Linked DNA regions of Anas platyrhynchos: region 2 is linked to region 1. Evidence: chromatin contacts called from public Hi-C data. All regions are on one chromosome and are shown on one strand. Each heading gives the region's core, a stretch centred on a gene start, on an enhancer-like site or on the middle of the called end of the contact. The rest is flanking DNA. Distances are from core to core; before and after follow the strand shown.

The links. A called contact is a pair of places that touch in the nucleus more often than the background predicts.
Region 2: a Hi-C map of skeletal muscle shows a contact between it and region 1, with 1.8 times the contacts expected there. The contact joins two enhancer-like sites. A contact is called at or near these places in 2 of 8 Hi-C or Micro-C datasets (both in skeletal muscle).

What each region holds. Positions count from the first base shown.
Region 1 is chr2:68,401,306-68,404,761 of IASCAAS_PekinDuck_T2T, reverse strand. The region is part of intron 1 of PTPN3 (protein tyrosine phosphatase non-receptor type 3); the gene reads right to left. Among named protein-coding and RNA genes, the nearest start is that of PTPN3, 32 kb to the right of the region's middle. Within about 2 kb of position 1,926, at least 2 of the 8 cell types and tissues checked have an H3K27ac peak or open chromatin away from gene starts, as enhancers often do.
Region 2 is chr2:68,438,497-68,441,952 of IASCAAS_PekinDuck_T2T, reverse strand. The region is part of intron 2 of PTPN3 (protein tyrosine phosphatase non-receptor type 3); the gene reads right to left. Among named protein-coding and RNA genes, the nearest start is that of PTPN3, 69 kb to the right of the region's middle. Within about 2 kb of position 1,637, at least 4 of the 8 cell types and tissues checked have an H3K27ac peak or open chromatin away from gene starts, as enhancers often do.

The DNA.
Region 1 (3,456 bases), core at 677-3,176:
CTTTTGAAAAGCCTGATATTTAAGTGAACTCAAAACATTGTAAGCTGCAATACTTTGTCTTTATTCTCTTATACTGAATAATTCCCTTCTCTTTATTTGGTTTCCTGATTCACGTGTATATAAACAAGCTGGAAAATAAAATCTTTAAACTTAACACACACCCCTTTCCTAATTCCTTGGGAAATGCTGCTCTGAATTTAGCAGACAACCAACAAGCCTTAATGAGGAGACTTTTCCTTAGAGGAAAAAAATAAAACAAAACAAAACAAACAAACAACAACAACAACAACAACAACAACAAAAAACACTAAATCTTATTTTAGCATTTCAATTTACTTGGTAAAGTATGCCAAACCTAACCTGGGTGAGACGTCAGATCACCGTGCTTTGCTGCTTGATTTCCCATCAAATCATTCCATTTAAGAGGAGTTGAATCAGTCTCCTAATTTGTTGCTACATGCACATCTACAGTAATAAGGCTTTCTTTAAAAAAAGCAAAAGCAAAACAACTCCACACTTGCTGTTTTCCTGAGTGCCCAGAGAGTTTAACTGGGTAACTGTTCTCGCTGCATTGCTGGCAATGCTGTTGTGACCATCGTGAAAACCAAAAGCACCTTCCAGCAGATGGATTAGAGGCCAACTAATGACACGAGAGTTTCTGTGTTATTTGGCGTCCTACATAAACAGCACAAATAGCCTTCCTTTGCCTGTGTTATCATAGAGCAGTGTTCATTAATGCTCTCAGAAATGGTAAAAAAATCAGCTCCCTCTTCCCACCCACTCTCCACCCCCGACAAGGAAACCATATGTTTCAGGAGATTAGTAATAGAGCAGCTTCTTTCGGAACATCACAAGTAATGGAAAGGGAAAAAAAAAATCATGTAACTATATTTCTTTTCAGAGGTTGTTAATAAAATGTGCAAATGCCTCAGCATTTTCCTATTCAGGACATTCCAGTCCAGCAGCACACAGGGTTATCACGTACCTAAGGGGAGAAGCCCTAAAGAATTAGGTCTAGAGTCTGGGGATCAGAAGGCAGGAGCTTGTCTACATTAATTGATTTCCAGACTGGTGTTATAAAAATCTACACACTGAAAATATTAATGAGGTCCTGTTTTGGAAGGAGAAGAAGTTCTCAGTTTAGCTATAAGCTTTCAGTAACTATGAAGAGTTGTACTCTGGGTATTGAAGGTATAAAGCAGCTGGAGAGGTTTTCTTGCTATGAGCCATCCAAAGATACCTTGTATTTTTCTGCCATGACTGTCTGGTGCTATATGTTGTGACACACACAAAAAGCAGTCTGTGTCAAAGGACTTTAAAATGGTTGTTGTAGCACTGAACTTCCAGATCCCCACCTCTGGAGTAACACCAGGACTCCCGCATGCAGCTTTTGGGCTGTTTCAGTGGAGGACATAGGAGACATTTTCCAGCTCGTGTCATGCTGGAAAGCTGCCAGCACGCTGAATCGAGAATGCTTAGTCAACATATTCAGCAGAGAGATGCCGATGCCAGTGGTGGGAAGTGCTACGTATGCGGATACCCTGATAAGTCTCCCATCTCAGCCCCAGGTGCTCCAGGGAGGCACCTCTGTCCACTCGGGCTGTATTTCCTGGAAACGTGCCCTTGAACACAAATAGGATTGGTGTGCCATCCTTCTGGCTTCTAATTAGGTTCACCTATTTCCTGAGTCGTGGTTTCACAGCCCAGTGACTGCAGGAGTGCAAATCAAGGTACACAGAGACAGCGTTATCAAAATCAGGCTGTCTGATTAGCTGCCATGCAAACACTAAGGGTTATAATGCAGGAGTTTTAAATTTAGTCCAAGTCCCACTCTCTCTAATCTTTCTGAAAACCCACATTGTATCTGGCCTTACATGCCTTTCATACTTAACCTGACTTATCATGGTCTGAAACTCTGTGAGGGCTATTGTCATTCCTTGGATTGCACACATAGAATAGAAGCATTAAAAGAGAACATGCGGCTTGCAGAGACATGCAACCACAAATTGGGAAATATCAGTGTTAGAATCACTCACAGATTTATAATTCTGCTCTCCTAGCATAGATACCAATTACAGGGTCACATTAAATATTTCCCAGTTCTCCAGTGTATTTTCCTGAGAGGGTCAACATCATACAAAACATTTATATGCTGGTTTCTTTCCACTGGAGACGATTACATGGGTTTGAGTACAAATGCAGACTATCAAGTGAAAATCATTAAAAAAACTGATGCAAAGCATATACTGGAAGTTATTTTTGTTGTTGTTGTTGTTGTTTTTTCCCTGTGTTTTTTGTTTGTTTGTTTTCCTGAAATTCAAGACCACAGAATAAGTTTGTGGATATTTATCATCATACCTGTCCATACTGCAGTTTTAGTGGCTCAACTACAGCTGACTACTCACATTTTACAAAACCCTTACTTGTCTTCTCCCCACATTTGCCCACCTGCATATTTTGGTAAAGCAGCACAACATTACTTACCATTGTCAATCACTTCCAGTCCCAATTTATGCTTTTTGCAGGATTAATTAGGGAAAATCAGTGCTGTGCTAATAACAGACATTTTAGTACGGTCACTGAAAGCATAGAATAGTAAAGAAGAGGAAAAGGATTGTTTTACTTCACAATTTTTAATCTGGTGAAATTAAAAGGGCCTCAAGGGACTGAATTTTAGGGGACAGATTGGAGTGCCACATATTATTTTTCATAGAATTGTCTCTATGGGTAAAGGAAGCACTTTGCTGCCATTTTGCACTCCTAGGTCCATACTTTGGATCCTCAGACTGACCATTCAGTTCCAGAGGAAGAAGATTTATTGTCCGTGTTTTGACACTGCAGTCCCAAAACTCTCATTCCTGATTACTCCAAGCAGACCAACACATTCCCCAGAGTGGTCAGGTACCCAAGAAACATTTTTTTAATTGCTTCAGTTAGAGAAAGAAACCAGTCAGTGTTTTCTACTTTCCTAGTCAAGGATGAAAGGCAGCATTTCCAGACTAAACCTGTGGTAAGGGTGGCAACTAACAGCTCTGCAATCCCCAGGGTGGTAGGGGAGGTTTTTTGCTGGTCTTTGAAGGATCACATACAGATGTTTTGCTATTTTTAAAGTCAGGGAGTCAAGGAAGTAAACAGGTTTTGGAACACCACTGGCAATTGAGCCCTGCTAGGAACTGCAGTTTTCAGTGCGCAGATACCTGTGTTTCCTGTGGGGAGCTAGCTTGCCAGTCTGAGCAGTTTGGGTACCTTTGGCTAACTACCTCAGGCTTTGTTTCTGTAAATAAACCCGTGTATAGCACCATCACATGTTCTCCCTTTCGTGCCTTCCACTCCATATGGGACTTTTATAATGCTAGGATTACAAATATGACATCACCGCCAACACTTCCGCTGGTAACATTACTCTCTCTGTAAAGCCCGATAGATGGCTAACAAAAACTGTTTTCAAAGCAGAGC
Region 2 (3,456 bases), core at 388-2,887, 37 kb before region 1:
TTCTTTGGGTGGACTTTGGACATGTTCCATCTAAATACTGAAACACATGATGGAGGAAAGACAAGACAGGCCATTTCAGCCTGGCAGAATTAACATACAACTTCCTTTGGAATGTAAGCCAAGAAGCAAAATGTGAACTTTCTTGATAAAGATGACCTAAGAACAGTACATACCACAAGTTATATTAACTTTTTGTGATACCATCAATATAAATTTCTCATTCACCACGTATAAGCTCCTTCAAATAAAAACAATGAACAATAAAGGCTATCATTCCACTACCATGCCAAAAACAAAATATAAAAGAAAAAAATGTTTCTCTTGAAATTATATTTTCCTTTTCAGCTGGCCAAGCTACCAACATTCTTTAGTATAAGAGCTTAATTAGAACAAACTCAAAGAAATCAAATTAAGCAACTATCTCGAGGTTTCTCAGTAATCAAAGTCCCTCCCACAAGGAAAAAACATCTTTGTCCTTCCACTGCCCCATTTTAGAATGGCTGGATTTTGTTCACATTGTTACAGGTACAACCATTTGGAAAAGTCCCATGTAGCAGAATGACAGAGACACCTACAGTTACGATTTGGAAAGTTTTCTAAGCCCATGCAGTTTACCAACAAAGACTGAGGAAATTCAACTGTGGAGGCATCCAGTTGCTACAGAATGTAGAAAAAAAGTCAGCTCTGTTCTCCTTGTTCTCCAGAACGTTCAATATTTGGTGGTACCATGAATATCAAGACATTAACTTCCCTACTAGTTCAAAATTTCAAAATACATAAATTCTTATTTTCAGTGTGTGAATAGGTTGACAGCTTAGACTATTAAATTTAATACAAAGGTGATAAATTCAAATTCACTTCAAATTCATTAGTCTTGGGCATTTGTTCAGTGCCAGTGAGACATTAGAAATTACAACCTCAAGATACCTATTTGCTTAAACTCAAAGCAAGTTTCTCTTGAGTTACTTCTTACCCTTGATATTTTTTTTTGATGTTTATTCCTCTCTATAATATTTATATGCCTTTGAAAGAAATCCTCTTGCAGGAAGAATTCTGTGTTCAGATAACTGCTACGTGACAAAACAACGTTCAATATTTTTCAGTTTGTTGCCATTAGAATTGGAGGAGTCTTTAATTCCACTTTGACTATTTCATGAAGGAAAGCCAAGATTTCTTAGGCTTTAGACTTAGCCTAAAGTCTGCCTTTCCCCATTCACTTTCTGCTACTTGTAGTTGAAACATACCTACATCTACAAATGCAAGGCGTACTTACATATTTGTGAATATTAGCCTAATATTCATACATTGACACATCTATCTTAATACATCCAAACTCAGAGCTTTCATAAATCACTGTGAGGTACCCCTAGCCCACAAACTAGCCCTGAAAATTTCCCACTCTTTGTTTTTCACTAATATACTGAAGTGCTTTGCTCACAGGCATTAAAACAAATGGTGCTGGCCGTGAAAATAACAACACACACACAAACTTCACGAAGCTGAATTTGTCTGTTGATATAATCAGAACTCAAATATGAGTTTTCAGCAGCTGGCTTCCAGTCCTATTCAGAGCTGGACTTTGTGACACAATCAGAGAGTAGCAAAGCCTGCCCTGAGGCAGGCCTCAAGGTCAGGTAATCAGGAAGGGCAGGCCTGACAGATGAGTACAGACTCCCCCAGAGCTGGTAGGGGAGCTCAGTACTGCGAGGACATTAATCTTCGTGAAACCTCGTCCTTGCACTAACACACAACCTAGCGAGGTAGCCACACTCCTTGCTTCTTTGCGATGAAGGGTCCTGTGCTGCCCTCAGGGCAGCTCAGCATTACAGTGGCGGGGAAGGAGGCCCTTCTGACTGCTGGATCAAGCAGACAACCAGCGGGGACACCCCGCGGCTACGCTCGAGGCAGGGAGATGAATTAGCTGGGCCCAGAGGTTCACAACAGTTTTGATCTTTTGTACAGAATTCACTGCTTAAAGGATGAAACAAGAAGCACAAAGTTCAGGTGCACGGTGCTACATTTCATCAGGCCAAGAGCTAACCCTGAAGCTCTGTAAACAACTGCTTACAGGGAAGAGTACACTATTATCAAAAGTAGTAATTCCTAATTTTTCAAAGGTCCTTGTACATGGACCTTTGTCCCTTGTACATGGGACAAGAAATTTATGCCAAGTCCAGTCACAACTGACAGACAAGGCAATCTTATAGGGCATGCTGGAAATGAACAATTAAAATTTTCTATTAGTTTTCTGCTGCTTCTCTTATATTCCTACCTCCCCCCAGCATCCTACTCCCCACGGTTAGCTACTATTACATTTATATACATATATACACACACACATATACACATACACATAAATGTGCATGTACACCTACATATACATTTTACATATAAATCTACGTGCGTATATATAACATACATATACTAATACATATGCTTATCTATACAAAATATATACTAAAATATTTGACTAATTCTGAGTGTTTTGGAATGTAAGCTATTAGACTGAAAATAATTTGTTTGGCTAGCAAATTATTTTTCTTTCGATAAACATCCAGACAGAATTCAGAAATAAAATGAGTCTGCAAAGCGAATTGTAACAACACTTTGGAAAATACTGTTTTCAAATGAGGCTTTGAGAATCCTGTAGGAATGCATGCCATAATTTAGAGAAATGCAGCAATGGAGTTTCCTCATAAAAACCCTTAACTTCTCAGCCTGGGTAAACTGGACAAAGGAAGCATCATATGTGCAAGTTCACACTATACTTTAGGTCAGTTTTTCCTGCACAGTCAAATAATTCTACTGAAAACTGATTGAAGAGTTAAGGTGATTCCTTTGTTTTCATCTAGAAATGAAACAACACCTTTAATCAGTAAGAAGGGTTATGAAACTAAATATTTACAAAATGAAGTAGTGTTCTATCTGTACAACTGCATTATATTAGCTGCTTTCCCAATACAGATATTCCAGTAAAATTCTGTAGCATAAACTTGTCTCAGCAGTTGGACTTGATCTTTGCAAGTCCCTTCCAACTGTACTACTCTACAGTAAGTTCTATTAGCCTGTCCAAAATTTCCAACATCCTCCATCCCCTTTCCCACTCTGCTCCCCTAAAAAATAAACCAATAAAAAGAACACATTGAAGCACAACAGACTGACCTGTCCTACTAAGCCATGCTGTCTTCCCTACTTGCGTGATCTTTGTATTTCAGAAAACATGTAATGACCTCACTATGTTAATTTACATTTACAATTTACCTCCTTTTAGCATTACTCATCCTTTGCTGACAGAAAAGAAATAGTACATCCAAATTTGCGATTCCCCTTTAGATACAAATTACTTATTCACAGCTGATCATGATAATTTTATCTGCTTCTCAGGGATTCCTATGCTATGTAGAAGACCATTTTCCAGATACAATCTGCTTGATGTGATTTTATGACTCTTCAGTC